Regions from separate parts of the Anser cygnoides genome. Here region 1 is linked to region 2. A link is a contact called in public Hi-C data. All regions are on one chromosome and are shown on one strand. Each heading gives the region's core, a stretch centred on a gene start, on an enhancer-like site or on the middle of the called end of the contact. The rest is flanking DNA. Distances are from core to core; before and after follow the strand shown.

The links. A called contact is a pair of places that touch in the nucleus more often than the background predicts.
Region 1: a contact with region 2 is called in a Hi-C map of liver, with 2.1 times the contacts expected there. The contact joins the promoter of ACAT2 here to the promoter of LOC106039526 in region 2. A contact is called at or near these places in 2 of 7 Hi-C or Micro-C datasets (both in liver).

Annotation. Positions count from the first base shown.
Region 1 is chr3:50,430,207-50,434,483 of Taihu_goose_T2T_genome, forward strand. ACAT2 (acetyl-CoA acetyltransferase 2) reads right to left here and starts at 1,538. Exons shown (of 9, transcript XM_048067897.2): 1 at 1,380-1,538; 2 at 1,130-1,264; 3 at 1-90. The coding sequence starts at 1,428.
Region 2 is chr3:50,199,855-50,204,534 of Taihu_goose_T2T_genome, forward strand. LOC106039526 (plasminogen-like) reads left to right here and starts at 3,212. Exons shown (of 19, transcript XM_048067860.2): 1 at 3,212-3,817. The coding sequence starts at 3,769.

The DNA.
Region 1 (4,277 bases), core at 288-2,787, 230 kb after region 2:
ACCCACAGATCATCTGGCAGCTCCATGCAGGCACAGAGTAAGGGATTCCTGCACCAACACTTGCCTGCCGAACAGGGTTCTGACCAGCACCTGCAAGAACACACAGGGGTTTTCCTTGTCTACTCTCCAAAAGCAAAACAGGCCTTGTCACTTTCCAATTCCACCAACCTTTAGAGCTTGTTCCTGTTTTTAGTTGGTAGACAAAGAAATTCCCAGCAGCTGTTACCTCTCTCATTTATACATATGGTTTATTGATCAATAGTAAGATCAGTGACTTCAGCCACTTGCTACTCATAATTTTGTATTTGCAACTCTGCTGTTGACTGCTGGTGAGATTAAACACCATTTATTCAGTTTCAAATTGGCACTAACCTGTTGCACATATATAAGATATGAGTTGATTTAAATTGCTGCTAGCTGAAGGGTTTATTTCTGATATCTTCTGTACACTGTGAATAGACAACTTTCCCCAAAAATTCCCCTGGAAACCATAAGCACATTTGTGCAAATGAAAGCTTCCATTCATTCTTGCTTGCAATCTGCTGTAGAGAGAATAGGAGCACTACATACAAAGGCAATATTCTTCATCTGCATCTCCCCAGGCCAAAGCGAGGCCAGCTCTTTTGTATGTAAAGGTGGAGATAAGGAGAGCACAGCATGCTCTCTCACCATGAGCTAGATTCACAGAAATCTGAATCAGCTTTAAATATGAAAGTATTTCTTTTATTTTCTTCCTCCCTCTTTAGAAGAGGGGCTGGTCTGCCCTGCGGCTCTGCTGATCAAACATTACCCTGCAAAAAGCACATGGCCGTGTCAAAGCGAACAATTCCCTGTATCCGCATTCCCACGAAACCGAGCCGGTTGTGTGTAAGCAAGCGGCACGGCAGACCCCGCAGGTGGGTCTCCCAGCCGAACAGAGAAGCGGGCTGCGTCTCCATCCAAGCCCTGGAGCCCTGTCGCTGTCAGAGAAGCGCTGTGACAAAGGGAACGCTGCCAGCCCCCGGAATGCCAGCACCCCCCGTCCCCGCCCCGCCCCAAGACCCCCTCAGAAGCAGCCCCCGGCACGCACAGCGCTGCGGGGACCCAGCCGCGGTGTCCCCCCCCGCCGCCCCAGGGCCCCCGGCCCTACCTGCGGCCAGCACCTGGCCCAGGACCACCTCCGACACCTCCTCGGGGGCCAGCCCGGCCCGCCGCAGCGCCTCACGGATGGCGGCGGCGCCCAGCTCGTGTGCCGGCAGCGCGGACAGGGCGCCGTTGAAGGAGCCTGGAGGAGACACAGGGAGGGGAAGAGGGAGGAAGGAGAGCGGTCACCGCCCGCCCGCAGCCCCTGCGACACCGCGCCCTGGGGGCTGGGGGCCGCCCGCCGCCCGGCCCCTCACCGACGGCGGTCCTGACGGCCGACACGAACACCACGGGGTCTGCGCTCATGGCTGAGCCGAGCCGAGCCGAGGCCGGTGAGCGGAGCCGGAGCCGGATCCTGCACGGCACGGCACGGCACGGCACGGGAGCGGGGCCGGCACCGGGACCGCCCCTCGCGTGGTGCCGGCGCCGCCCCTCGCGTGGTGCCGGGCGGGGCCGGGCCGCGGGCGGGGCGGGACCCGCTGAGGGGAGAACAGGGGGGAGCCGAGGGGTGCCCTGCAGCCTGCCCCTCCTGTGCTGAGTCACGGCCCAAGGGACCCGCCAGCCCGGGCGGTGCCCGAGGGTGCAGCCTGACATTAGCTTGAGTGCCAGCAGCGCGGTTTGGCAGGGCTTTTAGAAAAAAAAAAAAAAAAACGAGGGACAAATTACGTCCTAAAAAAGCAAATACTGTGTGATGACGAATGTACGTGACGGCGTATGCAGCAACAGTGCACCTGTAATCACACCCCGCGTGTTCTGACTGATCTGAAGCTGCTGGGGTTACATCTGCATGCATAAAATGCATTTGAGTCCTCTGTATGGAAACGCCGAGTGACAGAAGCAGTGCAATTCCCAAACTGGATTCACATCAGACTCTAATCTTACTTTAAATGTAAAAACCTACAGCGTTACTACGTAGGAAAGTAACACAACTTCGGAAAGCAAGACCGTTAATCTAGATTTCACCGTTACAACAACATCGTTGGCATAAGTGAAACAGAAAAAAGAATTATCTCAGATGTCTTCAGGCGCAGAAATCTGTGGTAAATCCTGTGGGCAGCCAAATCCTTAGGTGGACTAATCTACCAGTCACCTCAGGATGCATTAAACAGCAACAGGCATGCACCACAGCTTGTCTTCACCAATGCTGTGTGGCCAGGGCAGCTGGTAATGCTAACGGAGACCTCAGATTAAACCTGGGTGACAAAACCATGTCTGGAGCCTTTTCAAAAGACTCATCAGTAAGCAATTAGTAGATCTACCATACAAGCAAAACTCCCGAATATGTGATTTTAAGCTATAAAAAAGTGGTTGTTTTAGAAGAACATCATGCAGTTCCTGGGCAACCCTCTACGACTGAAAGTAGTCTCTGCATCTTTTCAAAATTCAGTAGAGACTGACTCATACGGAGGCAGCACCAAGTAACCTAGTTTATCAACTGTCCTGTATACCTATACGTCATTCTTAATGCAATATTTGACTGATTACAGTTTGAAGTCATCAATGCAAATACAAAATCAATAATGTAAGAAGAGCCCAGAAAACGTTAAATGTCAGCAGGTGTGCAAAGTCCAAAAATGACAGTACATCTGAAGTAAGTCTTACAGACAGGATTGCCTTTTATTTAAAGCTTTTTCCAAATATCAGCATCCTCTCCACACTTGATCTTTAATCTGCCAACAGATGGAAAGAGTTTGAATTTGAAGGGGGCCTAGTGAATTCATGACAGCTCAGGCCAATGAGCTGACTTGCTGCTATTTTGTCCTCAACCACAAACAGCTGAATTGTTTTCCAGCTCAAGAGGAGTGAGGGACCAGCCTGTAATGCTGGGCCAGCCCAAAATGGCAGAATCAAACAAGTTTTATCCAGGTATTTTTGTCTGACTTTCGTTATACTGTTTAACTCTGCTTGGACAGTGTCCAGGATGAGATCCAAATGCATAACAGGAATGTGTAAAGGAACAAAACAACAGCAATTGCACAAGACAAATAATTAGGAAACTTGTATGGTGCAGATCAAAGTTAAGTTATTTAAACATACCAAAAAATGACTAAACATTAGTAGGCAGCTGTGCTTTGAATGCAGTGTAGTTAATGAGCAGCATAATAACCAATAGCAACCTACTGCCCAATGCCGGTACATTTTCACGTTTCTTGGAAATCTAGGCTCTGGGAAATTCAGTCAGGAAAAATTAGGACATCAGTTTGGAACAATGAACTTAACCCACTAACATTCAAAAAGTAAGGCTATGTTGCACAAAGTTTACGTGTTATCTTCCCATGAACACAATGAAATGGACTCGTGCCTTGTGTAAAATACTCAAAGATTTGGGCATTTTCCTTTGGTAATGGTTGCTCAGTTTTATTAGGAATAGGCTAAAACTTAGAGCAGTTCAGTGTTCACTGATTTACTCTTTTGCTAAAAAATGTTTTCTAAATTTAGCCTGTCCAGATATCAGTGTTGTTACCAAAATATGAAACCTTTGCTTTCTACCATAAATCTGACATTTGGTTGGTGAATATTTACAGCAATACTTTTGTTGAGGATGTGAGTTAAAAAAAAAAAAAAAAGCCACATCTTTTACAGGAAAAAAAAAATAATTTAAATTCGTAAATCTTGAAAGGAGGATAGAAAAAACTTTTTTTTTTCTTTTTTAATAATTTTACAACTTTACTGTTATATGAAGATCTCTAGTTTTTAAAATCTCCTTCCCAAGTAATGGTGCTAATATTAACTTTGCTGGGTTCCTTACAGGAAAAAAAATGCCTATTTACCTATATGGGATTCCTCTGGGAAGATGTGTCTCCTCTCCTTCCCCATGCATGTTGTCTTGCATCATTCTGTATTATACAGTGATAAGAAACTGGTGTGCTCCTCTGGTCACCTGTGGAGATGTAGCGTTATTGACATCCTCATTGATGCTGACAGTTGATCTGCAGCTGCACAGGGACATTCATGGCAGTGAAATAAGCAGATGCCAATGTGTTTCCAAGATCAATACCTAAGTTTGAATCAGAAATGATCCATCTTCATGTTTTATGGAGCTGTCTCTTTGCTGTAGGGTATGATAATTCTAGTATTTAAATTTAATATAAAATAATCGGCCAACATTCAGGACTTCTCTTACTAACAGTGATAAGAGTATCCTGGTTTTCTGC
Region 2 (4,680 bases), core at 1,962-4,461:
TTTGGCTCTGTGACTCAGGGCAAGTGATTTTTGTCACTTGTTCTGCTTGTCTTTCAAAAGAAAGTAAACATATCTTCTTTATTTCCCAAACTCTTCATGAATCTATACCATAGTATTACCCTTTGGAGCTCTTGTATGAGCTCCTTTAAAACTAAACACTCACCCCAGTCTTAAAGCTGTGTCCTTCCTGAGAGCTGCCTTTTCATATTTTTCTCTCCAAACAACCAAATCTTCCCTTTGGTCCTTTCTCCTATTAGCAAGTAACGGATATTTGAGTGGCTGTTTTTTGTCTTTTTCTGATTCTGAAATATAGGTAAATTATGCCTATATGATTTTATTTAATAAGCTGTGACCCGTGTTCTGACGCTGTTTGCAATTTCTTTTGCAGGGGATTTTTCTGAGCTTACAGTAAACCCAATTTCAAGGGTCAACTTCTATTTAAAAAGCCTTCTACTGTTGTTTATATTTTAACCACTGTGCTAACTAAAGTACCCTGACTCTGAAATAAGATCTGATAAACTTCCACCTATGGTAGGCCTCACAGTGGTCAAATAAACGAGAACAAACACTACAGGATCAAAACTGGGGAAAGATTAAGACAATATATGGAACTTATGACAGAAAAGAGGAAAGGAGGAAAGACAAGTAGACAGATAACTCAACAGTTTAAAACAGCTCATTTTAAACATGATGCCATGAGAGGTCACTTCCTTGTCACAAGACAGCAGTGAGGATCATCAGCCTGGCTGATGAAACACTTCTTGCATTTTGACATTTTCACATTAAGAACTTACAGAATAAGCATTATTATACCAAAACAGATTTCTGACAATTCTCCCATATCCAGTTTTCCAGTACCAAATCCATTAACATAGAGAGAGATTATCTTTCTCCAAATCTGGATTATCATCCTTGAAAGAAATGGGAATCCAGATTTTCTTTTCTCAGCTGCACTGAAGTAGACACATTTTAACCAGGTTTAATGCAATGAAATTGAGACAAGAGCTACTCCCAAGCCTAAAAAAGGAAACTGCTGCAAACCCGTAAGACAATATGTGGGCCTTTAACATGAAGAAGGTTTACAAAAGAGTGCTTGCTTGCATGGTGCCTGAAAATGTTCCCAAACATACGGACTCCTGGATGGAGTGATGTGGCAACACATCTTTGGCTACACCAAGTAGTTCTTTTGGTTTTGAAAACTTTTAGGAAAAGCTTTTCTGACTAAAATTCCTAACACATTATGTTTATCAATATTTTACAAACTCAGTTTAAAAGATTTTCAAATCCTCCCCCTTCTCCCAAATAAATTGTTGGTGTTGTTGTTTGTTTGTTTGTAACTCAATCAAACTGAGCCATGGACAGTATAAACAGCTTGCGCGTGAGACCATCAGTCTCACCACCCGCAAAGGGCAGACCAGAGCCAGGCCTGCAACACTTGCTCTTGAGGGCCAGCCAAGATGGATACTTGGAGGGGTTGTCCTCCACCTGCAGCCTCAAGTCAGGCCCAGATGATATAAGATGGTGTGTCAGGCACAGCACTCATCCCACGGGCACTTGCAACTCCCTATTCCCAGCCTCTCCAAACTCTGCCTGCGCACAGAGGCAGCTGAACAACCTGACACTGAATCAGTCCCTGGCAGGAAAATGGGAACTGAGGATGGCCCCAAGGCCCTGCTGGGAGGGCCAGAAAGGTGGGAATCAACTCCAGTGTGCACAGGAGAAACAGCCGCATCTAAGCCGAATATATAGCTCTATTCTTACACCTTAACCACCAGATGGGCACCGTAATGTGGCAACCCAGAGAATACCTTTGGAAATGGAGAATGCAGAGGAGTGGGGAAGATGGCAGAGGCACTGGGGAGGGCAGGGCTATTCTGAGGAGGAAGGAGAAAAGTGCAGCCACAGAGCAGCCATGTCCCACCAAGACATTGGGCCCATGCAGCAGCTCCAAGTGGCCAAACCAGACTGCACCAAGGCTGTGGGGCAGCACTGTGTCCACCAAAGGTGCCAGCTGCCCCCTCTGTGTGTGGCAGTGCAATTTCAGGAAGGTCATAGGCAAGCTAACAAGACATGAGGATAGGTGAGCACACACTGGCTGGGCTGGGCCAAGGTGGTGGCTGGGGCACCAGAGGTATGGAATGGGTGAGAGGAAACCAGGATCTGGAGTGAGAATGGAAAATGGGGTTAAGATTGTGAATATCATGTGGGACTAAGTGAGCCTTCAGTAGCTCTCCAAAGCCTATTTGCCACCAAAGCTTACTCTGTGATCTGCTCCTTCATTTCATCCTTCTTTCCCAATGGTTAATTGTTCCTAAAACTGGTAAGGAACTGAGTTTTCCTCAGCTAAATTCAGCTCCCATCACCTCTTCTCTTGGGCCCATCTGCTTTGGTTCCCTGCTGGTCTCCCAAGATTCTACTGATGGCCCATGCTTTGCTGTATTTCACAAGTCACATTAAAATAACATCAAACATAGAAAAATAGATAACACGGTATTACAGCACCCTACGCAAAACTACAAGCAGGACCAGCTCTGGATTTTTCGTAGAACGTGTAAAATAGCAGCTAATCTGGTACCCATTTGTAAAATAGCAGCTAATCTGGTACCCACACTACAGTTTGCTCTCATACACATTTACTCCTTCATCCCTAACCTTATCCCAGACTCTCACTACAATGTAGTTTAGACTTAAAGTAGGTGCAAAAAGATCATGGATAGACTCACTATTTTTTAGATACAGCGCATGATTCTATGAACTTATTTGCCTTCAGTTGCAAAAGTCTGAATTTCTTGACCCAGGGGTGCACATTCAAGCCTGTTTTCCTCATCCAGCATCCCATCCTGCCTCAGGTGAGTCACTAGCATATTTGATAACACAAATTGTTTTGAAGCTCCACCAGTGACCTAACATGCAAGAGAAGCCATTAAACAGTTCTGCAAGGTAACTTTTCCAAGGCAAAGGCCACTTGGAAATGCAGAGAAGAGCTGATGTTGAAATCAGTATAATAATGAGCAAAGTCTGACACCCTCACTGGATGAGTTTATGCATACAATATGAGGTTAAATGTCTGGAAAGGAAGAACACTAAATAGCTATCTATGGGTCTTAAACATAAAGTTATGACATGCTAGGCATTGAACCAAAATGACCTCTAAGTCTTACTCATAAAAAAAAAAAAACACCACCAAAAAAAAAATAAAAATAAAAAATCTTATTTGAATTATTTGATTAAAAAGAAAAAAAAAGAATAAAAGTTATATTAAACCATCTTTCAAGTGTTAATATTGTCTCAATCTGATAATACCCTGAGATTACCCTGAGTGCTTACCCTGAGATTAAATTGAAGTTGGTCCTTACAAACCAGTATAAGTGTGCATGGCTAAAATTACCACTGGGACTCTAGTGTTAAGAAAAAAACAAGTTCTGCCTGAACAAACAATTCCCCATGCTTCCCAGCAACATTGTTCTTGACTATTCTCTAGCAAAGTGAGACCAAACAATTTAAGAACAAAAACATGTCTCACAAAACAAGAAAGTGCCTTCACATTTCCCAGCATCCAATAATACAAATGTCTGAGCCTGATTTGGTAATATATCCAATTCAAGGTTGTTTGAACGTCCACTCCACGGCAAAGGGGGTCACAGCACGGGAGAATGATTAACTTAATCTGCCTGCCTTGTTTGTTTGATGCCGCCTCACTCCAGTGCAAGTCAATAAAACTTTGTGCACTGACACACACAACTTCCAGCACCTTCCAGCTGGGCCAAAATGGGAATTAGCAAAGCTGCCTTGCTCTTTCTTTTTGTGCTCAGCTCAGGTAAGAGTCCTTTGCCTTCCACTTGTGTGAGTGAGATGGGGGCCAAATGTTTGCAAGCTCCGTGTTGTGGAGACGGGTCCCCAAATCCATGTGTCACCACTTACCTGGATGATGGTGGGTTTGGGGCTTGCTGGCCGGCAAGAATTGCTGTTGAACGAAGTGAGAGCTGTGGTTGCTCTGTTGTGTTTGTTAGAGGCACGAGAAGAGCAACAACCTTGGTGTCTGCATGGGAACAAATGGCAAGCATTTGCCAACATGCCAAATGGCCAGAAATGGTGGCACCTTTGGCAAGTAGCCTTCTACAAGGACATGTGTTTTTCATGTGTAATTGGAAAATATAAAAGGGGTCACAGTTAGAAAAGTGTATGAATAGATTTTAGCAACTAGAAATATTAGAGGCAAGTCCCAGCATAACAAATTCTAGATACTGTTTAATGTCAAGAACAATCATTTTTAAATTCTAGTTTCTAAACTGCGTTTTTCAAAAACACCCTAATTCAAATCAAATACGCTTCTCAAATAAGTAAGAATTATATAAGGAGGTGGAAAATATAGGGTTTTTACTTTTGTCTACAATACTCTATTTCTGCTTGCAAGTCTTTCATTGAATAGCTATAAACATTTGCATTTCTGAAAAATGCAGTAATACATCTTTCTTACACTGAAAAAATCCATAGACTTTGGGAAAGCGGTAGCAAGAAAATGTATTGTGTTTTTATTGTAGTTGCATGTAGTTTCATTGTTTTCTTAAAGTGTTATGCCCTTCCTAACAAGTTATGACCCAATCAATATTTTAAAAAAATTAAATGCTGTAATTATTATGATAATGTTACGTCAAAGTGTCAAAACAGAACAGAATTAAG